Regions from separate parts of the Triticum aestivum genome. Here region 2 is linked to region 1. Evidence: chromatin contacts called from public Hi-C data. All regions are on one chromosome and are shown on one strand. Each heading gives the region's core, a stretch centred on a gene start, on an enhancer-like site or on the middle of the called end of the contact. The rest is flanking DNA. Distances are from core to core; before and after follow the strand shown. Region 1 holds the start of LOC123111132 (MTOR-associated protein MEAK7). Region 2 holds the start of LOC123111133 (mRNA-decapping enzyme-like protein).

Region 1 (4,149 bases), core at 977-3,476:
TCACTATTTCAGACTAGTAGTACCTCAACAGCAGTAAATATTTGTCAACTACGTGTCTTGCTTTTTTCACATACATAAGAGATACTCCCTCTAAACACTCTTATATTTCTTTACGGAGGGAGTACTTTGGTGCTCCAGAGCAGTGCGAGTGCAAAACAGCACAAACTTCACTTGCCTGTTGAGTGGGTCAGTAAAAGGCGAATTAGAGAGCCAGGAGGAACAGTTCGAAGAAAACGCCAGTTATACTGTTCATATGTATATGAACTCAAGCAAGATCATATTTAACTATTAAAGGCATAATTATTCTAATGCAATGAATAGGAGCACACTTCTGTCATGATGCAGCTACAAGGAATAACATCTTTTTTGGGAAAATCTGCAGAATGGCAACACATACCTGAGTCAGGGGGCATCAACAAACTTCCAAGGAATTTCCTCAGTTTTGGCATGACAATACACCAGTTTCTAAAGTCTGATAATGACATAGACTTCTCAGAGACCCCTTCAGCATCCTTCGAAAATACCGCAGAGTTGAGAAATGCTTCAAATGTACTCTTGTTAGAACCTTCCTTGGCTTCATTATTATCTGCAAATATGGTTTCATGAATGGACACAAATACAGCTTCCAGATCAGACCTGACAATGCATGAAAGAGAAAGCGTAGGAGTAAGTGGTTTGTCAAGTAAAACCTAGTCCTGAATACAAATATCCAATGACAGATACTCTCACACGCAAAAAGAAAAAAGAAAAAAAATAAGGACAGATACTCTGAAAAACCTACAGCCCTGAATACAAATATCTAGGGACATATACTCTGAAAAAATATTTGGAAGTGGCAGCTTTCGTTACAAACATAAACAAAATCATCATCTAAGGAGTTAAATATTGGCAACTGACATACCAACATATCAGAAGAAGACTCAATTCTACCAGCACATTCAAGAAATACCTTGTTAAGATACTATCTCCCATCACATCGCACAGTTGAAAAATGAACTCATCGGCTTCATCTTTAGTTCCCCTTTCATATGTTGCCTACATGTTACAAAGATACGGATATTAAACAACAGAACATAAAGGAAAAAAACCTAACAAGACATATGGCATTCCCTAGCATTGGAAGGAAAACTTTGTGTTGAATACAAATAAAATATATGAAGTTCATTACTAAAGGATGAATTAGCAGAGCAACTGAAGAACAATAAAACTGTTATCAGAAGTTTTTTCTTTCTGAAAACTTAAGGTTTATGCGATTAAAGTAGTGTGCACATGTATCCAACCAAGCTAATCATGCAATAAAAAGTACCAATAGCAATCAGTTTCAATAAAACACCACCAACAACGACAAGATAGCAACTTAAAATCAGTCAAAAATCTAGTAGAACATCCAGTATTATACTATATAATATAGAAAGTAGAAATACATTTCTCCCTTTTCTTTTAACTTGTATTGCATTGCAAATGCAGCACTAATACCACCAAATTTGTCCAGTTAACCAGGAATCCCAAAAGGGAACGAGCTAACTGAATCAAGCGGTAGGACAAGGGTACTAACTTTGGTGATAATCAAACCCTCGAAGGTGACTCCATCTTCCACGCTGCTCTCCTTCGCCACCAACTGGAATAGCCTATCGCCGAGCGCCCCACGTACCCCGAAATAATCCTGCGTAAGATGGATCACTTCCCATCAGAAAACGGATTCCGGATCCACCCGAATCCAATCCCCGTTGCAAACTTTTGCGCCTGCGAGCTCACAAGGAAAACGGGGCGGGATATGGCGCGCCCCTGGGTCCCCGACTGCGCGGCGAGCGAGGAGAAGTGCGCGCGCAGTTCGTCCAGCGCCTGCTTCGAGAAGGCCCTACGGAAAGTGGAGACGGAGCGATGAGATCACCGCATGATGCTCGCGAATTGCTGCTGGGGTGAAGCAGCAGCTGCCGTGGCGGTCCCAGCGCTTCGAAGCTGTGGTACCTGGAGGCCATGACGAAGCTGGCAGAGGAGGCGGACAAGGGAGAGGCCTGTGAGTTACCCATCGTCGCCGCCGGTGGGGCCGGTGCACGGTGCGGTGGCGCCGGGAAAGTCGGTGGCGAGCAGCGAACACCACAACCAGCTGCCAATTTTCCTTTTCCTTTGGAACGACAACTGCACGACCCATCGCGCCACCAAGGGACGCTTTGTGTGCATTTTTTTTTTGGGGAATTTGAGGATTTGCCACACCTTATTTTGCAGTTTGAGGATTTGCCCCTATTTTGGCTGTAACCCAGGATTTGCCACATCTTTGCTGAAAGATTGAGGATTTGCCCCTAATGTACTGTTTGGATCATTTGGCACATTATAGTACAAATTTTGTGACCAAAATACCCCCAACCCAATCTGTTTTAGTTATCCTCAATCGAGCATGAGCTCGCTGTTCCCGTACTCTGTTCGTCCTGGCGGCTGGCCACCACGCAACGTCGTCGGTGTGCAGCTACACCTGCGTTGGGAGTCTCCCTGCCTACCCCCCCCCCCCCCCCGAGCTTGGTGATCACGCATTGTGTTGTGCCTTCCCAGAGCTCTTGCACGGGTCCATGCTCTTTCCTTCCCAACCTGACTAGAAATGGGGCTATTAATCAAAGATTGATGGACTGAAACATCGGGTGGTGGAAGAAAGAAAGTGACAGTTCAGAGAACAAGAAAATATAGCTGATGTTTTAGTGTGCATTTGTTCTAACTTGTGAACTAGTAAGGGCTAATGTGCCTTCTGATGTCACTAAAAAATGTAAATGTAATTTGTGATGTTGTGAACTATGAAGTGTGAATGTACTTTGTGATTACAATAAAAGGTGATGAAACTTTCCTAGAAGAATACTCACTGTAATATTCTTCAGTATGTCTTCAGTCTGTACGTTCACTATGAAGTGTGAATGTAATCTCCGATTTTTTTTAGATTTTCTCCGTACGTTCAGGAGCAGGAGGTGGTCGAAGGAACGTAGGGTAGTAGCCGATCTTACCAGGTCGCCGCCATCGGGGTGATCGAGGTCGCCGTCGTCGTAGCCGCCGCAGATCGCCGCCGCCACCGCAGGTACAGGTAGGATGAGATGAGAGAGTTATCGGGGCAACGTTTGGACTGGGTTCCTCTCACGTAGGTAAACACAAGGGCATTTTGGTCATGTTGTTGTGGGCCAGTCGTGTTAGGGGCAAATTCTCAATCTTTCAGCAAAGATGTGGCAAATTCTGGGTTACAGACAAAACAGGGGCAAATCCTCAAACTGCAAAATAAGGTGTGGCAAATCCTCAAATTCCCCTTTCTTTTTCTTCCTAAATACTATAAACTTTAAAGGTTAATAACTAATTCATCGATGGCCTGTTTGGTTACTTGCAACGATCTCAATCAGTCCAGCTGGACGCGATTTTCAGAGGTTTAGCTTTGGAGGCACGTGTTAGCGACCCAGCTGCACCTGGGCCAGCACAAGCCATGCTACCGAGCAGGCCCGAAAGAGAGAGAGGAGACCTTGCCACAAGTTTACTGGACCCCAATGGATCTCCTACATGTTCGGCCCAGAAGACCCAGAGATAGTGGGATATAAGGCAGGTAGCAGGTAGAGGGCGATCCATCCCGGCTAGGATCAGAACAGGCGGCGGTGCCGTGTGTTTTCCCCTTTCTTCTTCGCTAGTTCATCTTCCTCATCAGGTTGAATCCCTGCTTGTATCCCCACCCCTGTAACCATACCACTGTAATCGAGAGACCACCAGCGAGTACCTAACACGTGGTATCAGTCGCCATCCCGCCCCTCTTCCCCGCGCTGGAGACGCGCAAGCAAGGCGTCGATCGCCAACGACTCCTCGCCACCATGGATCCGACGCTCAAGGCCTATCTGGACAAGTTGCAGGAGAACATGACACAAGGCCAACGACGACATCCGCACCGATATCAAGCAGATCGCGGGGCGGATCGGCCACCAATCCGCCCAGGTGGATGAACTCACCGCTTGGAAACCCGATCTGGAGGCGTGCCTCGCCGAGCTCCAGGCGTCGGTCGGTGCGCTGCAGGGCGAGCAGACAGCCAAGGCAAGTTTGCCAGCGAGTGGATCGAAGGTGGTGGATCTCTCCGATCCATCATCTGGCGGTGTGATCCACGGGCCCGATGGTCACGGCAAGTCTCATCTTCCACGA
Region 2 (4,235 bases), core at 841-3,340, 340 kb before region 1:
TTAAAAAAGAGAACTTTTACTACTTTTTACAATATATATTTGGTGTTTTTACAGTAGTGATCTAACAGATCTTATATTAGTTTACAGAGGGAGTACATTGTGTGCAAGTACGTAATCTGAACACTACTAAATATAGTAGTACCGAAGATATCAAAAGTCAGGTCATCGGGTACACTGACTACACACTTATAAAAAGAAAAAGAAAAAAACCACTGAACCGAGAAGAGGGGGGTGGGGGTAGACAAACTTTACCTTCCAAACAAACTAGCAACAGCTTCGCACTCCTGTTGGTTATAAAACCAAATGCCATTTACTTCCTGTGTGGCATTCCGATACAACAAATATGGAGGCTGGAGTTCATATTCAAAATCACTCAACAAATCCTCCACGAGATTATCTGTCAAATATATAACACAATCTTATCATGGGCCAATCATTTTACTGTATACCATAGAAAAATTTAGCATCTACACAATCTTAGCAGTTGTCAGTCTATGACTACACTCTAACAACCTTATGTAAAATACAAATCATGAACGCACGGAGCTGCGGGCGGCGGCGCCAGTGTGGCAACGATGACTCCATGAGGGGGGTTTCCAGCGGATGGTGCTCTTCGGGTGTGCACTGAGCTAGGTCGACGCGAGGCTTGCAACTTTCTCCTGTGAAGCTTTTCTTCAAAATCGGAGCTGCCATGTTCTCGATGCTTCAGTCGACTGATTGGCGCTTGTGGCCAGGTTGTCCGTGTGTGCCCCGTCTGGGGTTGTATCTAGGTTTTCGCCCGGTTTTCCTCCAATTAACCGGGCAACTCTCTTCTTCTCAATGAAAATGGCAAATCTTTTGCCTCGTTTAAAAAAAAACATGAACGCACCAATCTTACTACAGTGAGAAACAGAACGCTAAATCCCCAAAATTTCGGCTACTCATAAGACGTGACTGACGAACCTTGTTCACAGTGTGTTCACATGGGCATCTGTTTTGTGTGTATGTGACAGTTCACAGCTTTTCTCTATACTAAATCTGAAACATAAGAATTTAGATCGATGCTATCTTGATATCTATCGGATTTCTCCAGTGGATCCATTGACCAAGAACTAGTGCTACAGGCCCCGTCAGACTTGTATGCAGCCATAGAGCTACTGCAAGATCCTTAATTTTCTAAGATCTTCTTTCTTTTTTGGCAACTCTGAGATCATCTCAGATCCCTTGTAACCATATCACTGAAGAGTTAACTATTAGGCTGAATAAAAGCAGTGTCATAAAAACCAATTATTGGTTTTTCAATGTGCCTCAGCATCGACGATAAAAAAATGAAATTTTTCAGGGCCCAAATTGGTTTGAAGCAACCAACGTACTATAACCAAGTAATTTTCATGTAACTACTGCATTACTCCATCAATAATGATCTAATCTACTTAACACAAGTCAATCTTAGGATTTAGGGACCACTGCCACAAAAGAATGTTCCATCGTGGTCTCTATCCTACTTAAAGGACCCGGTGTACTACGAGAGATCAACAAACCAACTTAGATCAAAGATGCACGTACCCGTATTGCGCCTGTTCATGACGATGAACTGGAACCTCGGCTGTGAGTTCCTACACGCAATCCAACACAATCCTGATACAATTAGCTGCTACACCGCACAAAACCCACATATAAACCCAAAACACGTTTTCCCCAATCTGCCTCACCTCTTCACCACGAAGAGCGATCCCTCCACGTCCTTCCGGCTCTGCACGAAACAGAAAAAAAATTAGATCGGATCGGATCGTGGTCGAGTGCAGCAAAGGCATCGGATGGGAGAGGAGCCCGCACCCACTGGTTCAGGTCGATGTTGAAGTCGTAGAGCGTGACGTGCGCTGCGGTGATGAGGATGTCTTCGACGGCGGGGTCGAGGCGCTGCAGGACGGTGAGGTTAAGCAGGCGCGTGCCCTCGGCGTCCATGGCCAGGTTCGGCGTTACTTTGCCCCCGTTTGGGTGCGGCGGCGGCGGCGGCATCGCGAGGTCGCCTCCGCGTTGCTGAGGGTAGGGGTAGAGGTGGGGGCGGGGGATCTGAGAGCTATCGAGTATCGAGTAGGATGTTTGCTGTTTATGGAACCATCACGCCATAATAAGGCGACGCGGATCGCCAAATCGCTCCCAGATGTACGGCATCGCACAGTCCAGACATTTTTTTTTCATCTTTTTTTTAGGGAATTTTCCATCTTTCTTTTTTTTAACATCAGTACAGACGCAAGCGCTCATACATACGCGCATACACTCATCCCTATGAACACACACACGCACACCCTATCCCTACGAGCACCTCCGAGAGACTGAGCCGGCATGTCATCTTGAAATTTACGAAGTCACCGTAGGCACCTCGTCGTCGACGGGAACGTCTCCTTCCACTGAAAGCGCATCGCCGGAAATTCTGAAATAAATCTAGGAATAATGCGAGCATCAGGACTTGAACCCTGGTGGATTGGGGATATCACTGTCCCTCTAACCATCCAACCACATGTTGGTTCGCAATTTTCCATCTTTCTAATACAAATACAAAAGCACTCATCAAAATTATTCAATGAAAAAAAGTTTGCGGTGGTCTTGATATAGCTTCCCACAATGTGGGCCCATGTCAAGAAATCATTCCTTCGCTCCAGAACCCTGACTCTACTTGCCATGTCGCATTCATGCCGGTGCAGCGACCGAGTAGCCTACTCCAGTGGTTGCCTGCACTGAAGCAAAGCTGGTTCACCTGCCCCGGCTATTTAAGTCGACCGCCCGCGGACGCAAACCCTAAAACATTACACCGCCGCTTCTCCTCTCCACAAATCCGCGAACCTCCAGCTTCGGTTGCCGTGATCGTCAAGTCTGACGGTTCAAACTGATTCTCCGCACGCCCCTCCGGATCCGGAGGGAGCTTTTTTCGCGAATACGCTCAAGGGCGTATCTTTCCATTGATAGGTAGAAGAGAGTACAGGGGGTGCAGCCCCAATCAACGTACACTAGAAGGTGTTGAGGGGGCTACAGAGGAGCAGGAGAAGAAAGGGTTGCTCAGCCCAAGAATACAGGGTCAGGTTACAGGGATGATCGATGCTAATCCTACAGCTCCGGCTAGTCCCCAACGCCGGGCCTCGTCCTTGATGCTCGTGAGTAGCTGGCCATGGGAGGGCTGCGCATTGTCGAAGATGATTGCGTTCCTTTGCTTCCAGATAGCCCAGGCTATGATGATGGCGAGGGAAGCAAAACCCTTGCGAAGGCAGCTGGGGTGGCAGAAGCGGCATCGGACCACCAGGAGAAAAAAGGCGTCGTGCCATCGGGTGGTAGCACAGGAAGACGACACCAGGAGAGCACCTCGTGCCAGGTGATGCGAGAGAATGTACAACCCACGAGGATGTGGTGTAGAGTTTCATCCTCCTGCGAACAAAGGCCGCAAACCGGGTTGTGCTGCATGCCTCTCCGACCGAGACGATCGGCGGTCCAGCAACGATTTTGCGATGCCAGCCAAAGGAATAATTTGATGTTGAGAGGTGCCCAACTGCGCCAAATTAATTGCCAGGAGTGGGCAGTCGTAGAGCCGAAGAAGAGGCTCCTGGCGCCGCCGACTGCGTTACCCAGGCCCATTGGCATTGACCGCTCCCTCCAACATGAAGCCAGAGCCCATCTCCTCGGATGCCGAGGAGTAGAAGCCCCTTCCCGCTAAGGCTGCCGCGACGGGCGAAGAGTCCTCGTGGCAGATGTAGACGGTGATCCACCATTCTCTACTTCATGACCTTCCTTGCAAACACTATTTCTGGGAGGTTGAACTTAGAGGGCATATCTCTGGATATGTTTGTGCTTCATGTTGCACTTAATCCCCATTTGTTTGAAAGACCAAATTTGGGGGCCCTGATGAATGCATGAAAGCACAAGTGCTCCCTGGGTGATTTTGGTAATTAATGTCAACATATCCCTTGTTGGACTAATGGTTTTATCTAGTATGTTTCAGATAATTTCGACAATGTCATGGCAAGGACAAGAGGATGTGGAACCCCTTCAAAATGCTAAGGATAAATATTGGCAAAAGGTCAAGACTCTTCATCTTTATTTCAATGATCCAAGATCACATTGAGTCCATAGAAAAGCCAATACTATTAAAATGGGATGAGGTGTTGCTTAATGGCTTGCTTGCTCAAATGCTTAGTGATATTGCTCCAAAACCATTAGTCACTTTTTCATCCAAATATGTCAAAACCCTAAACTCCAACTCGGCC

What was found. Hi-C and Micro-C count contacts between places; a contact is called where the count stands out from the background.
Region 2: a Hi-C map of leaf shows a contact between it and region 1, with 3 times the contacts expected there. The contact joins the promoter of LOC123111133 here to the promoter of LOC123111132 in region 1. A contact is called at or near these places in 3 of 5 Hi-C or Micro-C datasets (all in leaf).

The regions. Positions count from the first base shown.
Region 1 is chr5B:231,952,919-231,957,067 of IWGSC CS RefSeq v2.1, reverse strand. LOC123111132 (MTOR-associated protein MEAK7) reads right to left here and starts at 2,226. Exons shown (of 8, transcript XM_044531822.1): 1 at 1,969-2,226; 2 at 1,756-1,858; 3 at 1,556-1,663; 4 at 950-1,035; 5 at 398-636. The coding sequence starts at 2,030. It overlaps LOC123111131 (a long non-coding RNA gene), which reads left to right and starts at 3,608. Exons shown (of 2, transcript XR_006454142.1): 1 at 3,608-4,149.
Region 2 is chr5B:232,293,797-232,298,031 of IWGSC CS RefSeq v2.1, reverse strand. LOC123111133 (mRNA-decapping enzyme-like protein) reads right to left here and starts at 2,090. Exons shown (of 8, transcript XM_044531823.1): 1 at 1,816-2,090; 2 at 1,692-1,732; 3 at 1,546-1,595; 4 at 253-397. The coding sequence starts at 1,998.